Regions from separate parts of the Sus scrofa genome. Here regions 2, 3 and 4 are each linked to region 1. A link is a contact called in public HiChIP or PLAC-seq data. All regions are on one chromosome and are shown on one strand. The core of a region is the stretch at or near the end of the contact, and the rest is flanking DNA. Distances in the headings are between cores, read along the strand shown.

Region 1 (3,950 bases), core at 1,075-3,574:
CCTGGAAGCTACTCAGGGCTGCTCTGCTCCCTTGGACCTCTCCCTGGGAACACGGGTGATCAAATGAACCGATCCAATGCGAACCTGAATATGCACTGAGTTTCTAGGATCAAGAATCAAATGTGAATTTCCTCCTTCTTCTTTGACTTGCACTAAGGTTTTCCTTTCCTTTGTTTTTCTCAAAGCAGGAGGAAGCAGCGAGGGAGAGGGACAGTCCTGAGGCCAGAGGACAGGGCCTTCTTTCTAATATTGTTTTTATTGATGAATAGCCATCTCACTCCCTCCGTTTCCTGGCTCTCTCCCCGGCTGCAGTGCACTCAATTATATTTTCTGGATTGTGTGCTACAGGGATCATTCTGCCTTATTCTTTTCGAAATTGGTTGGAATTTCAAACAAAGGGGAATGTGTTTTTAAGGAGGAAACAGGGGGAGTGAAAACTGCCCTGTCTTTCTGGCTGCAGACAAACGACTATTTGGTGAGCTTGCAAAATCTGCCGGGCTGCTGCCTGTGTTTGTTTCTCCAGCACCAAGAAGAAGACCTCGCTCCAAGGAACAGCACCCCCAGGTACTCCGAGGACAGCGGCTCTGTGTGGCCCTGTGTGCGGGGCAGACCGGGCTTCCGTGGTTCTTCTATGCCAGAACAACTCAGCAGAAAAAAAAAAAAAAAAAAAAAAAAGTCAAACCAATCCACCAGTGCCCACATGGCAAGGAGGCTATAGTGGATTCATGCCATCTTCACAGGGAAGAATGGATTAGGAGCCAAGCGAACAAGGTTTAATTTTTAGCTCCGCCACTTGCTACCTGTAGGTCATGAAATACATCTTTAGCATCCCTCCAAGGCTTCGTCTGCTAAGCAGTGGAATAAGGCTGAGAACGTGGGAGCTGTTGGGAGGATGGGGTGAAGTGTCGCTGGGGAAACACTCATCTTAATTGTGAGTGTTAAGGCTATAGAACCAGTTGATCTATGTAATAGGAACGTAGTGTGGCCTGAAGACATTGTCCCCCCTGCCCATCCCACAAAAGGGAAGGCACCCTGTCCAGCCCCCACGCCCAAGGGGAGAAGAAAGCACACGAAAGTGGGTGACTGGATCATTGTGTGGCCCTTCCTAACTCTGAAGGAAACCGCACGTTTCCTGTATTATTTTGTAGACGCTGTAGAATCCTTGTGGGCTCCAACTGGAGTGAGGGCAGCAATCTGTGTTTCTCAGTGATGCAATCCCTCTGCAAGGAACCATCTCTCTTACGCACAGAGCTGCCCGCAAGGCCTCTTACATGGGGTCCCATCAGGCCTCTCCTTTTCTGGTGAAGAGGAAGTAGCTGCATGATTTATGGGAACATGGAGTATGATTCACTTGCTGGTGCATCAGCTTCTGGCAAAGACGTCTTAGCTTTCATAACCACTAGCTAAGGATTTCTGAACTGAATCTCCCAGGCCTTAACCTGCTGGTTACCTGAGGGATTAGGTCTACACACAAGGCCGAGTGGCCCCATCCAAAATTAGATATACCGTGGGGATTCCCAGTGGCAGTTTCTTAAATTTTCAAATAAAGCCCCACTTTTCTGTAGTGGAGTCCTTTTATGTTTTCTTGTTTCTGAATGCTCCTTTGAAACCAAAGGTATTGATATATTCTACCCTGCGGGGAAATCAATAAAAACTTTAATCACAAAATTAAATAAAAACCAAAGCTACTGACATTACATGGTAGCGCTCACTGAAGCAACAACTTCAAGTTTTATGGTTCTCCCGCGGCTGGACTTATTATTTGCAGGAAAATCAATATCATCTTTAGAGTAATTTGGGATGCATCTTGTCATCACAGAAAACAAGTTCCTGGTAGACTTTACTAAAAAGTTGTGAATGAGGCCTCAGAAACTGCCCATCCAGACACGGATTAGCCCCTGACAGCAGGAAAACATACAACTAGGGTGGCTCCCAGTGAGGTCTCCAGCTGTGTCTCAAAGCACAGCTTCCAGGGCTCTGAACCACCTTCTACAAACACACTCTGCTGCTCCTGCCGATGGGTCCCAGGCCTTTCCTGCAATGATTAAAAGCTTGGGGGAGAACATGAGTTAAAACGTCCTTAGACATGCCGCACAGGCTTCAGAGAACGTACAGTAATAGCACCCATTTGTCACAGGACCTTAGTGATATTCGGTAAAGAAAGGTCCTATTTCATGTTTGGGAAAAAAAAAAAAAAAAAAAAAAGAAGAAGAAAGATTTTGCAAGTCGCAGGATCATCAGAATTGGATGGAACCTTAAGAGGCATCTTCTTAAGTACAACTTCTCCTTAATGCAGGGACCTGCCACATTTATCCACCCCTCTTCACTGTCATGTGTCTGGTCTCATCACGTGGCGGTGGCGGCGATGCAGATCCAGAAACATGTATCTCTATACAACCTTTTATCTTCATGAGCCACACGCTTCCCAGTTCTAATGAATTATTAGGCTGCAAGCTTGTTCTTCTCCCCATAATACTGTCTGTGTGGTAAGCCACAGAGCGTAAAGTGAAACCATTGGCAGCCTGTACCATCAAGAGCTTCCCAGACAGCGATGTGGCAACACACTTTCAATGAACTTTCGGAGAACCCTGAGTTGCTGCAAAGGTTTATTGGAGTCTCACTCAATAGGCCTTCCTCCCCGGTGCTCTTGTGTTGCCGCTTCAAAAATCCCTTTTTTTCAGGGCTTGAGATCGCTCACTCAGAATAAAAAGCAGAACCAGAGAATGCAGCCCGATTAGTACATGACAGGAGCCAGATGGATTAGACATGGATGTTATGAAAGCCAGGAAATGAAAACCAAAAAGATTTTGCAAGGGTGAGACCAGTCACAAAGCTAGCCAAGGTCAGAGCTTACGGGCCTGGAGTCACCAACCTTGAACCAGCAGAGCGGGGCTTACAATCCAGACACTGGGCATAAGAACCATTTCCCAGAGGAAGAGGCAAAATCTATGGCTGGATGACACCAGTTGTGGGAGGCAGAAGGGCTCTTCACAGGAGCTGACTGTGACTCAAGAAGGTGCTTAAGATCTAGGATGGGGCACCTCCTATCAGGTCAGGGAGCCCGCTCCAGGTAGTAAGAACAAAAAAACCAAGGGTCAGGCAGACACTTACTGGCTTCAGTGTCAGCTCCCTAGGTCATCACCCTTCAGTTCTAAAGTTCTTCTCTTTTGGAGCAACTTTGCTGATGAAACAACAAAGGGCCTCTTCATGATACTTTTGTAAAGGCATTTTGTTCTAGAAGGTTCTTACGTGCGTAGCCCACGCCTTCATCTTTTTTGACCAAAGATCCCCCAGCAAGCCTACCCAGTGCCCCCCACCCCAGCCCCTTCTCCAATCCACACTCCCCAGCTGAACTGCCCTGTTGCATGCTAAATGCAAACCACCAACAAAAAACCGGGTGTATTTCTATCACTGAGCCTAATAAATTGCATCAGAAAGGTTACACCAGAGGAAATGTTCAATATCGATCATATTGGACAGAAAGATGGTCATTTCATAGGGTTCCAACGAATGATTATCTATTTCTGTGACTATTTGCTCAGCCAGACCATGAGCAAGGAGTTTGTTTGCTTTTCTGCTGGTATAATCAGACTTTAATATAGCCTGGCACATCATTGGTCTCTGTCAATGGCGATGGATGAATGATTGAGTTGAGCCCGAGCTTTGGGACCCAGGTCTTCTTCTTGGGGAGACTGCTGGGGCCGCGTATCTGACAATAAAGTTATGTGACCTAGAAACAACCCCTCCATCTGACAGAACTATAAACAGTACACATTTCTCTGGATAATCTATTTCCTCAATAAAAGCAGGACTACAGCGACAGATAAACACTATTTTATGCCCCAGTCCAGTGATTTTTTTTTTTTCCTCCCAGGTTAGCACATCGTCCAGCACCTCGAGGGATGGGAGTCAGGCCAGGCCTTGTTCTTCTGTCTGGGATTTACATACGG
Region 2 (3,950 bases), core at 387-2,886, 170 kb before region 1:
AAGACCTATATTTAGGGTGATTAAAAAGACAAATGAAGAGGAATGGTTATAAAATATAATTAAGAAACAAACATAAGAAGGCATAAATACAGCCAGAATGAATAGATATGGGAAAGAACCAAATCTAAAATTTTGGAACTAAGGAATATAATAATTGGAATAAAAAGAAAACTCAAATACAGGATAAACTTAATTCTGTGAAAAAGCACATAACAGATTGTAAAGATATTGCTAAGAAAGTATATTCAGCATGCAGCAAACAGTGGGGTTAGGAGGAAGAGATTTATAAACATGCATGAAAGAGCAGTTAAGAGACATGGAGGAGAGTTTACGAGTTCCATAATCTAATGAGAGTTCTGGGAGAAGAGAATGGAGGAAATGAGTGGGCAAAAAGACAAGCATGAGTCCTTGTAATGAAAATGCATACTGTGAGTCTAGAAAGAGGAACAAAACCAATCTATACTGGAGATCCTGTTGTGGCTCAGTGGTAATGAACTTGACTAGTATCCATGAGGACACAGGTTCAATCCCTGGCTTCACTCAGTGGGTTAAGGATCTGGCAGTGCCATGAGCTGTGGTGTAGCTTGCAGATACAGCTCAGATCCTGCATTGCTGTGGCTGTGGCTTAGGCTGGCAGCTGTAGCTCTGATTTTACCCCTGGCCTGGGAACTTCAATATACTATGGGTGTGGCCCAAAAGCAAAAAACAAAACAGAACAAAATGAAAAAAAAAAAAAAAACCAAATAACCAAATCTGTATGCCTAGTCACATCATAGTAAACTCAGAAAGCACAGAAGACAGAAGAGATAGCTTATCTAGAACAGATGGCAGATAAACAAATAGCTAAAGGAAACTACTTAGCAACATGATTTTTAAAACCAGCTAAACTACCATCAACAGTGAGATTGAAATAAAAACATTTCAATACATGTTAAAAGCTAAGAACTATAATAATAAAAGGGGTAATATCCATGAGATCAGTGTTCATCCACCATGGAACACTGGGCCCTGTGTTGGTTGGTAAAGGGACTGAGAAACCAGGCTTGCTGTTCCTTTGCTGACATCGTCTCATGTCTGTGGAGCGGCCCTGATGCTCTGCAGAGATAGAAATTCTTATCCACCTTCACTTGAAGAATGAGTGGGGCAAAGATGGGCTAGGAAAGAGAGGAGTATGGGGACAGAAATGCCAACAGCCCATGGCTTTTTCTTGAGAAGGTTCTAGCATCTGGGAGGATGAAGAGAGGAAGCTGAGCAAAGCACCTGTGGGCCATCTTCCTGAAGAAAGACGGTTGATGGCTTCAGTTCACTGCTACTCTGCCTCCCATTGTGATTTAAAATGTGATTACTTTTGTCATCCAGATTTACTAATTTTTACTTTCTCTGTCCATTCTGGAAGTGATAGTTTGGGATGGATGAGAAATATTCTCCCCCCCCCCCAAGTCCAGTCATACAACTGAGGTTTTATACTTCTATGCAAGTTCCTGACACTTGAGAAATGCTGGGCTTAAGAATTGGCACCTCTAGCATGGGAAGAATCATTCGGTTAATTCCTCTAAAGTTTCAGAGGGAGAGAACCAGCTGGCCTCTGAAGGGTCGGTGAGGAGGAAGAGGGCAAATCACAAGATGGCCAAAAGTGATTCATCATCAGGACGAGGGTGGAAGGAGAAGTCAGTGAGTGCCCACGCTGGGCATCCTTGCTGGACCTTTCATTATTCAAACTCTGGCTGTGATTCACCCACACTTCCGTTGCAATTCAGACTCCAGAGTTGAGAGCCGATAGAGGATAAAATAAGCGTGAACCATGGAATTCTGACTTGGTCTGGAGGATAAGATCAATATTGACCTGGCAGCAGCACTGGTAAGGAGGCCAAGGATAAAGCTGTGATTAGGTCACCTTTCCTGGAAGGGGCAAAGCTGGATGGACAGAAGATGTGGGGCGGAATTTGGGGAGTGCAGCTAAGGGGATGAGGGAAGGATGCTTTGTTGGGAACCACTCTCTGGAAGGTGTGTCTTCAGAGACCATTTATCCGTCAGTACTTTACTCAGACTCACTCAGTCCCAGGGTGAGCTTGGGCCTGGTGGTACCCCTGGGGAAGTGGTGCTTCGTGACCTCATGTAGCAGGGAAAGCTCCATTTACTTCTGTGGACCGTCATAAAGGGCAGGCCTGTGAGGAAGGAACCAGAAGGAACCAGAGACAGAAGGAAGACCTTTCTGAGATTTCCCTTTGCTTCCTCAGGATGGCCAAGTTCTAAACAGGGTACATCCACCAAAGATTATGAAAAATCTATGACCTCACACTAACCTGAAAAGACACCTGCACCCCCATGTTCATAGAGCACTATTTACAATGGCCAAGATATGGAAACAACCTAAATGTCCATCAACAGATGAGTGGATAAAGAAGATGTGGTACAGATACGCAAGGGGATGTTAGCCATAAAAAAGAATGAAATTCTACCATTTGCAACAAGGATGTCTTGGTGAAATAAGTCAGAGAAAGACAAATTCTGTTATGTTATCACTTACATGTGGAATCTAAAACATAAAACAAATAAAGGAATATAACGAAATAGACACAAAGTAGTGGTTACCAGTGGGGAGGGAAGGAGGTGAGGGGAGAGATAGGAGTAGGCATTAAGAGGTACAAACTATTACGTATAGAGTAAACCAAGTAGAAATGATTGCAACCTTCAATGAAACTTCTAAAATGAAATAAAAAAGAGGAGTTCCTGTCGTGGCGCAGTAGTTAACGAATCCGACTAGGAACCATGAGGTTGCGGGTTCGATCCCTGCCCTTGCTCAGTGGGTTGAGGATCTGGTGTTGCCGTGAGCTGTGGTGTAAGGTCGCAGACGCGGCTCGGATCTTGCATTGCTGTGGCTCTGTACAGCTCCGATTTGACCCCTAGCCTGGGAACCTCCATATGCCGCGAGAGCGGCCCACAAAATAGCAAAAAGACAAAAAAAAAAAAAAAAAAAAAAAGAAAGTACTAGCGTGTATTCATTAAAAATTCTCTTTGTAGAATGTATGATTCAATATCATAAGAATGTAATGTTTCCCAAGTTAGTTTATAAATTCACTTCCATCTCAAAAAAAAAAAAAAAAAAGTTATGACTAGAGTTCCCGCAGTGGGTTAAGGACCTGGCTTTGCTGTAGCTACAGCTCAGATTGGATGATCCCTGGCCCTGGAACCTCCAAATGCCATGAGCATGGCAGGAAAGAAAAAAAAAAAAGTAAAACCAAGTATGTATAATTAAAACTACAACTGAGGATCAGTTATAGTTGAATCATGCTCTGATAAATACTAAAAATGCATTTTTCGTTACTCAGGAAATGACAGTACAGCAGCAGTCCTATTTCCCAGGGGGTCATAAAATCCACCCCTGCTTTGACCATCCACCCCTGCTTTCAGAAAAACTGTGCAAATCTAAGGGCTCTGTGTATCTCGTGCGCTAAGTCTGATTCCAGTAGCAGGAGTGACTTGGATCTGAGTGATCTGGGAGGAGCTGCGTCGCAAACCCGGGAAAACCCTTCCAATCACCCAGCAGAGGAAAGTGGGGAGAAAATGGCCCTCACACTCACGGGTCATTCTTGAAGCCTGAAGGATCGGTCATAGAGCAGCTGAGGGTAAGGCTGGAGGTTATGTATAGAGAATGCAACATCAGTGAACCATACAGCAGCAAGGATCTGGGCTGGAAATAAAATTTTAACAGTGAATAATATTTAATACAGGAAAGTGTGAATTTTTTGTACAGCTGGAGTCCTCCTTGTTGAGATTCCAATGGCCAAATGCCTAAGTCTTTGAAAAGAGAAAGAATTACACCTCTTTTCTTTTTCCTCAGCCATGCCTGCAGCATGTGGAAGGTCCCACATCACAGCAGTGACAATGCTGGATCCTTAACCCATTGCACCACAAGGGAACTCCAAGAATTACACTTCTAATTTGTGGCA
Region 3 (3,950 bases), core at 685-3,184, 140 kb before region 1:
TGGCGTTGCCATGAACTGTGGTGTAGTTTGTAGACATGGCTTGGATCCTGTGTGGCTGTGGCCATAGTGTAGGCCCGGAGCTGTAGCTCCAATTCGATCCCAGCCTGGGAACCTCCATAGTGGGCAGCCCCCCCCCAAAAAAAATCCATTGTCAATCTTTGATTAGGGGGGAAAAAAAACTCTCAGCAAACTAGGAGCAGGGGCAAACTTCCTCAACCCAATCAAGGGCATTTTATGAGAAACCTGCAGTTAACATCTTCCTCCCCCAAATGTTTTAAAAATTAATGAGATCCATGTGAGCAGTGGTGCCCAGGAAATGGTCTTTGAGAAAGGGGGCTGAGAGAGTTGCCTGATATGGATTTGTCCCTACTAAATTGTTTGTTTCTAAGACTGTGACTCATGAAATGCTTCTATCGGCTGCAGTTGGCAGTTTCTGCCTCCGGTCTCTATCTACCGCCTTCAGCCTGTGCCGCCCTGCACTTTGGCTGACTGCCTTCTTTTCAGGCTAACCTTGCAGAGATTTGACTCTAGAGATAACACAGACACAAAACTCCTTGGGATTCTTTTAATACATTATTTCCAAAATTATCAGGTGAAATGCAGTCTGATTTCTACCATCATGCTTGATGGACCCGACCCCATGTATCCCTAGAATCTGAAACATTGCTGGAATCGGTTTGACTGTTTTCAGACAGAATCTTGCTGGAATCCAGAATATGGGCTCCCGATTCACCCTTCCTAAATTCCTGAGCTTTGTGACGATAATAGTTGTAATTCTGGATTTAATGTCGGCCCTTTCATCTTCAGAGTGCTTGGCAAACATTAATTAGCTCCCCAGTCCTCAAGAAACTACCACTACCCCATTTTTTACATGACGGGTGATGCAAAAAAAAAAAAAGAAAAGAAATGTATACTTTATTAGCTTGAAGCAAAAATGTGCAAATTAATCTAAAACCTGCTCCACTTACGTGGGTTCGCGAACATACCTTCACCAAAGGACTTCAGCAAAATCGTGAACTCCAGTTATTTTCTTTTGCAAGGATATGTGATATAAATGCTGTTCCTTTAAAGTGCCATGATTTCTTTTTTATGCACTGATATTCCCTCTACCTAAAGAATTAGCCTACAGACTTGAGTCCCACTTAGGTGGTAACAACCTCCTCTTAAAAGAAATTTTATGGCTGTACTGTTGGTATATAGAAGTTCCCAAGCCAGGGATTGAATCCAAGCCAAGGATTGACCTAAGTCACAGCTGTAGCAACACTGGATCTCTTAACCCACTGTGCAGGGCTGCGGATCAAACCCCCATCTCCACAGCGACCTGAGCCATTGCAGTCAGATTCTTAACCCACTGCACCACAGCCAGAACTCCAGCCTCATACTTTAAAGAGGCTTCTCCTGGTGCTTTTGCCAAAACAAGAATACAAATGCATAGCCACAGTTCTGTCAGTACAGGAAGCACATAAAAATAAGGGTGTCTACACTTGTCTGGCAGCAGGCCCTCCTTGTCCCTTTGGACTCAAACCATTTGCACATCAAGAAAGGGAAGCTATCTGAATGCCTCATCAAAAGCTGCTAAAAGCCCCTTTATTTGTTAAGCCTCAATTTAACATTACCCTGCCTTCAAATTAACTCACCCCAATAATCTGGAATGTCTTTTACTTCTGCTGCCTCCTTAACCTAGCAATCACAAGTGAAAAGCTAATATTGCTGTGGTCCCTGTGCAAAATTTCACAAATAATACTGCTTAATTATTAACAAAGAATATTTGCTAAGCAGTTCAATCATGAGTGTGTGCTATAACTAGGAAGGAAATCAAGTGACCTCTTGTACTAATTTGCTAACTTTTCAAAATGTGGCAACAACTGTGCCCCGTGTTATTGAGCAGATAGCGCGTGGAAGGGAGGCATCCACTTGACTGCTGTGAACAGCAGCAAGCACTTGTCTGAATCTGGCTCTGGATGTCCTCTGTGGCTTCCCTCCCCACCAGCCATAAATTTCAATGCTTCCAACAAATCACCTTGAATGACATCATTGCAGCAGAGGCAGCCCACTTTGTGCTGTGCAGTCAGACCCAGTTCTTACTTAAAATAGGCCACCGTTACTAGGAGCATTTATCTGGCTATTTCACTGTGCTTAGTAACTATGAGAGAACTTTCTCCATGGTTCTGGAAGGCATTAGCATAGTGGCGAAGAACTGAGTTGTTAGAGGGGAAATCTAACTCAGGAATTCTCCTACGGAGGTAGACAGCTGGCTCTATTGGTCTGAACTCTGAGAGAGACAGGTGGACAGATGGGGTGGGGTATAGGTCTGAGAGTCACTACCACATAGATGGTAGGTGAACTGGGGAACTTGCCCAGGGAGAGTGCCTAGGGGGAGAAGAGAGAGGCTTGGATAAAATCCCTGAATACCACCTAAGGCACAAAGAAGAATCTTGAAGGAAGACCAAGGAGTGGCCAGAGAAGTAAGAAGAAAACCAAGAGAGAAACATATCACAGAAGCCCAGGCAGCTGTGCTTCAAGAAAAAGGAAGAGAAAGTGGGTAAAAAAGGAACTGAATCATATGAATTGGATAAAGGAACAAGGTAGTTGATGTCTTTGGTGAGGACATTCCATTTCTGCAGAATGGTTGTGATGGACACCCTATTTCTGTGAGCTAAAGGGTGAGTAGGGGAGTTCCCATTGTGGCTGAGCAGGTTAAGGACCCAACACAGAGTCTGTGAGGATGCAGGTTTGACCCCTGGCCTCCCACAGTGGGTTAAGGATCTGGCGTTGCCGCAAGCTGGGTGTAGTTTGCAGATACAGCTCGGGTCTGGCATTGCCATGGCTGTGGTATAGGCTGCAACTGCAGCTCCAATACAGCCCCTAGCCTGGGAACTTCCGTATGCTGCAGGTGTGGCCCTAAAAAGAAAAAAAAAAAGAGTGAATGGGAGTGAGAAAATACAGGCAATGTGTGTAGACCATATTTGAGAAACTGGGAAGGAGAGTAAAGGGTTAGAGTAAAAGCTGGAGGGTGAGGAGGGACCGATAGATGGTAAGTTTAGAATGCGAAAGTGTATTTCACTTCTTAGAGAAAGAAGCAGGAGAAAAGGGGAAGAAAGACACAGGATAGTGAGAGGACCTGTTGCCTCAGCACTCTTAATATCAGAGATCCTTCCTGACCTCAGATCAAACATATTAAAATGCACCTGCCATTCACGCTAAGTATGTCTTTCGCAAAGAAAAAAAAATTACAAGGACGTTTATAATTTTGCTTGCAAAATGAGTTGGCGGTGGATAACTCAGTTTGTAATTCAGTCTCATTGATCAACAATCCAAAAGACTGTCAGGGAAAATCCTAGAATTAATAGGACAGTCTTTTACTACATTTAAGTGTTTGAAAAAAAAAACAAAAAACCAATAGTGCATAGTCGGGAGTTTGGAAAATGGAGACCATCCAACTCACAAATTATTTGCAAATGGAGTGAAATGTTTATGAGTATTAGGTCTGCAATGCTGACATAATATTGCATTTTATTTACCTTCTATTATTTATTACATTTGCTTTGCATTATTTACATTTTGAATGCAAACTTTTTTTTTTTTTTGCTTTTGGACACACACATGTCTGTAGGCCCTTGTATTGTTCACAAGTTGCAGGCACTCTCTCTCTGTTGCTTACTGGCTGAAATAGTCTTGAAACCGAGCAGGGCCCCATGGTGCCCCTGGGCACAAAAGCCTTTCTGTGTCCCCCATTTCTGCTTCTTAGGAAATGGGCTTCATTCAGCCACCATGACCTTCCCTGAGTTCCTAGAGGCAGTTCAGACAGTTGCTGCTCAGGGCAGGGATGGGATGCAGAGACAGCGGAGGAACAGTCAAGCACCAACAGTACAGCCTTGGGGCAGGATCCTGGTCCACTCTCAAGGGATACACACAAGGATGTAGGTATCTTACACACCTAAAAGAAAAGT
Region 4 (3,950 bases), core at 498-2,997, 130 kb after region 1:
AACAGAGAAGGAAGAGAGTGTTTCAAATTCTGGGGTGTTAAGAAAGATGTGTGTACAGTATGTACACAGTTTCTCTAGTACTGGAAATAAAAAATTAAATATTTAACCATCCATATTTTCTGATACTATATAATACACACTTGTACTGATCCTATTAGAATGCCAATAGGTACATCCATATATCAAGACACAAAAGGGAAATTATCCGTAGGCAGAATGGGTCACCTTCCCTCCCAGGATTCCTGGGAAGACCCAGTTGCACCTGATGTCCCAGAGAAATTATTAAGAGCATCCCCGTGCACCCTCAAAAGTGACCCCAGTTAGCTGATAAACTCCATGCCCACACTGCTGGCATGTGTGAAGTTCACAGTCCAGAGCTGCAGGTGTACCAAGATCGAGACCTCATCCTAGGACACAGTACCTTCCCCACCAACCATCACCCAGTCTCACCACCACAGCACCAAAAGCCTCCTCACAGCAATGCCCAGCTTAGACTGTCCTCTGTCAAGAAAAATTAGGAGTTCCTGTCGTGGAAATGAATCCACTTAGTATCCACAAGGATGCGGGTTCAATCCCTGGCCTCCCTCAGTGGGTAAAGGAACTGGCATTGCCATGAAGTGGGGTAGGTCGCTGACGTGGCTTGGATCTGGTGTTGCTGTGGCTGTGGCTGTGGCCAGCAGCTACAGCTCTGATTCGACCCCTAGCCTAGGAACCTCCATATGCCAACGGTGGGGCCCTAAAAAAAAAAAAAAAAAAGAAAGAAAGAAAGAAAAAGAAAAGAAAAATTACAAATTTCATGACAAATTTGTGAATGTAACCATATAAAATTGTCTTGAAGGTTTCGTCAATCTGAACAACCTAAATTAGAGCCAGGAACTCTGAAACATTTTTCTAATTAGTGGGGGAACCATGTGGGGTTGACTCATGTATATTTGAAATTGACATTAATCTCATTCAAACAAGTTTAATGAATAATCATTAAAATTTGATATAAGTAGATTTCTCCCATTTCTTCCATTTTTAACAGAGGAATTGTGTGTATAAAAGGAAACAGATTTAGCCTTTTCTCTCTGGACATAATACCATCTGATTGACAGATTTAAAAGATTCTGTCAGCCTCATGCTTAGATTTTTTTTCTTTTTCTTTCTTTCTTTCTTTTTTTTCAGTTTTAGGTTGTTCCTTTACTTTGCCCCCTGTTCATACACCCAAGTAGGGAACGCAGATTTTTTTTGTTTTGTTTTGCTCTTTTTCTACGGGCACACCTGTGGCATATGGAGGTTCCCAGGCTAGGGATCTAATCAGAGCTGTAGCTGCCGACCTACACCAGAGCCACAGCAACGCCAGATCTGAGCCACATCTGGGATCCTCACCACAGCTCACGGCAATGCCAGATCTTACTTAACCCACTGAGCAAGGCCAGGGATCGAACCTGTAACCTCATTGTTCCTAGTCGGATTCGTTAACCACTGAGCCATTTTGGGAACTCCAGAATCTCAGATTTTACACAAAATAAGCTGCTTACATTGACATCCTGGAAGTGAAATCTTAAATTTGAGGAAATGAACACAGACAAACTCACAGTGAATATGTCTCAGACTCGTGGCTTAGAGAAATTTCACAAAGCAAAGATTACTCAGCTCTTGAAGTTAGTTTATGGGAAACGGAATTTTATGGCTCTTCCATCCATGAGACTCATCATCTCTGCACACCAGTTGCCCCTCCCCCTGCAGCCAGCAATTAAGAACAGGGCTGCATCTGGACATTCTGATGCAAGAGTGACATTCGGATTTAGCCTGACTTGTAAACAGCATGATTCATAAAAACCCAAGTGAGTAACAAAAGAAAGCGGACAAGGCAGTGAGGAGCTGTAATCATTGTGAATCCAAGGATGTGCAAATGTCCACTTCTTCCCGGCTGCTCGGGAGGCAAGCAGCTGATGTGTCAGCCCAGATTCCAGAACAATCCGCAATCTCCATTAAGCACTCATCATGCAAAAGATGGGTTAGCTCTGAGAAGATGTATCAGAAAATGACCACTCTCTTCTTAAGGATTACCCTCCAGGTGAAGGGGGGAGAAAAAAAGATGCGTTATGTCCCCCAATCCCTTCTGTGCCAGACAAAACCATTGCACAAGATTAGAAACCAGAGGGTGGAAGTTGCTTCCCTAAGGGAAAAGCCTTTCTCTCCAAGCCACCGCGATTCCCGAGGCTGGGGTCCTGAGTGGACGCTGGCTTCCTGCCTCCCGTATAAGACAGTTGAATTCCTCTGTCCTTCTCTCTGGTGCAGAAAAGCTCTTCAGCCATACCTCCTGGAAGCTGATCCATCTTCTTGCTAGCCCAGCAGACAGGGGTTTTTAGAACATAAACAGTGGAGTTCCCTCTGTGGGTGAGCAGGTTAAGAACCCGACATAGTGTCCATGATGATTTGAGTTCAACTCCTGGCCCCGCTCCGTGGGTTAAGCATCCAGCATTGCCACAAGCTGCGGCAGAGGTCACAGATGTGGCTCAGACCTGGTGTGGCTGTGGCACAGGATGGCAGCTGCAGCTCTGATTCAACCCCTAGCCTGGGAACTTCCATATGCCGCAGGTGCAGCCCTAAAAAGAAAAAAAAAGAAGAAGAAGAACATAAACAATTCTACTGTGGTTAAGCACCTGAATGCATGAGAGATTTACTGGGGGGCGGGGGAGGGGGGTAGGAAAGCTATTGTCTGCCTTTCTGTATGGTTATTTATATTCAATCTCAGCTCTTCACTTTTGCACACACACACACACACACACACACACACACACAAGAAATTAAGAAGGATTCTCTGGAGTTTTGCACACACCAGACAGCCTGTCTGGCGTTGGCCGCCGTGCATTTTTTTCTAGCTATGGACACCAGCAGAGCAGACCAGCATATCTTTCTGGATTTTCTTCTGAGCACATGGTAGGACTGCCATGCCTCGCCCTCCTCACCAGGTGTGGGCCTGTGATCTGCTCTGGCAGGAAAGAGAATGGGGTGACACACCTCCCTTCCAATGTGTGACTCAATTTCTTTCTCTTTTCCCTCGGCCACCTTGATCAGCAATTTTTTTAGCCGGTGTTGTTCACTCAGATCAGGTCCTAGAGGTGAGACGAGGCAGAAAACGATGAGCATGTGGACAGAAAATATACCCTGTTCTTCAAACTACTGAGACTGGGAGGTCTCTTGTCACTGCCCTTGAACCTCGCCTCTGCGGCTGAGATACTAACCTTGAACGGTCTCCCCAGTCTCTGAGACACGCTCATGTTTACACCGCCTACTTTGGAGCAGAGTCTCAGAGCCCAACATGGCCCTGTGCCCTATGTTCAAAGAATGGAACACCAGTAGGGCCAGCACAGACGCGTGATGGGTTCCGCATCAGCAGAGTGCTTTGCAAAAGCTCTCCAAAGCTCTTGACGTCAGGTCTGAGCTGCATGCCTCTGCGAAGAAAAAAAAAAAAGATCACTTTAAGAGTCCAGGCCTTTTGTTTTTGAAATCAGCTCTTGGTCTTTATCCCTTTCCTACCTGAACTTACTCTCCTCATAAATTCAAACAAGATAACTCGCCCATCAGACGTTAATAAAGACATAGGGCCGCCGATCCATTTTGGGAAATACACACTGAGTCATCCATTTCTCCACCTAACTGTTCAGCTGCCCCCACTTCCAGGAATTATTTCTGTCGAGAACAGCAGTTATTCATTCTCCAGCCCCCAATTCACCCCGGCTCAGCCATCTCTCAAGCCATAATAGGGCAATTTGGAAACACAAACCAACTCAGGGATGTGGCCAGTCTCTGCGCATGTGCATGGCTGCCTCGGTCTCTTCCACAAGCGGGTCGGTGGGGCTGCCTGGTCAGCAGCGGCAGGTGCTGCCCCAGGATTCTCACCTTCCATCAGCACACAAATAACAAGCGCAGCTACTCTCTTTCACAGGCCTGAAAGAAAC

The links. HiChIP or PLAC-seq counts read pairs in DNA pulled down with a chosen protein or histone mark.
Region 2: an H3K27ac HiChIP or PLAC-seq map of alveolar macrophages shows a contact between it and region 1. The contact joins two enhancer-like sites. A contact is called at or near these places in 1 of 47 Hi-C or Micro-C datasets (liver) and 1 of 2 datasets of contacts at active chromatin or transcription factors (alveolar macrophages).
Region 3: an H3K27ac HiChIP or PLAC-seq map of alveolar macrophages shows a contact between it and region 1. The contact joins two enhancer-like sites. A contact is called at or near these places in 1 of 47 Hi-C or Micro-C datasets (liver) and 1 of 2 datasets of contacts at active chromatin or transcription factors (alveolar macrophages).
Region 4: a contact with region 1 is called in an H3K27ac HiChIP or PLAC-seq map of alveolar macrophages. The contact joins two enhancer-like sites. A contact is called at or near these places in 1 of 47 Hi-C or Micro-C datasets (liver) and 1 of 2 datasets of contacts at active chromatin or transcription factors (alveolar macrophages).

What each region holds. Positions count from the first base shown.
Region 1 is chr10:56,669,902-56,673,851 of Sscrofa11.1, forward strand. It overlaps LOC106505187 (a long non-coding RNA gene), which reads left to right. Exons shown (of 2, transcript XR_001299347.2): 2 at 1-657. Among named protein-coding and RNA genes, the nearest start is that of NRP1, 240 kb to the left of the region's middle. Within about 2 kb of position 2,325, at least 26 of the 83 cell types and tissues checked have an H3K27ac peak or open chromatin away from gene starts, as enhancers often do. A contact at or near this core is called in alveolar macrophages, where this site is marked.
Region 2 is chr10:56,496,570-56,500,519 of Sscrofa11.1, forward strand. No RefSeq gene overlaps it. Among named protein-coding and RNA genes, the nearest start is that of NRP1, 68 kb to the left of the region's middle. Within about 2 kb of position 1,637, at least 3 of the 83 cell types and tissues checked have an H3K27ac peak or open chromatin away from gene starts, as enhancers often do. A contact at or near this core is called in alveolar macrophages, where this site is marked.
Region 3 is chr10:56,533,072-56,537,021 of Sscrofa11.1, forward strand. No RefSeq gene overlaps it. Among named protein-coding and RNA genes, the nearest start is that of NRP1, 100 kb to the left of the region's middle. Within about 2 kb of position 1,935, at least 9 of the 83 cell types and tissues checked have an H3K27ac peak or open chromatin away from gene starts, as enhancers often do. A contact at or near this core is called in alveolar macrophages, where this site is marked.
Region 4 is chr10:56,799,569-56,803,518 of Sscrofa11.1, forward strand. No RefSeq gene overlaps it. Among named protein-coding and RNA genes, the nearest start is that of NRP1, 370 kb to the left of the region's middle. Within about 2 kb of position 1,748, at least 16 of the 83 cell types and tissues checked have an H3K27ac peak or open chromatin away from gene starts, as enhancers often do. A contact at or near this core is called in alveolar macrophages, where this site is marked.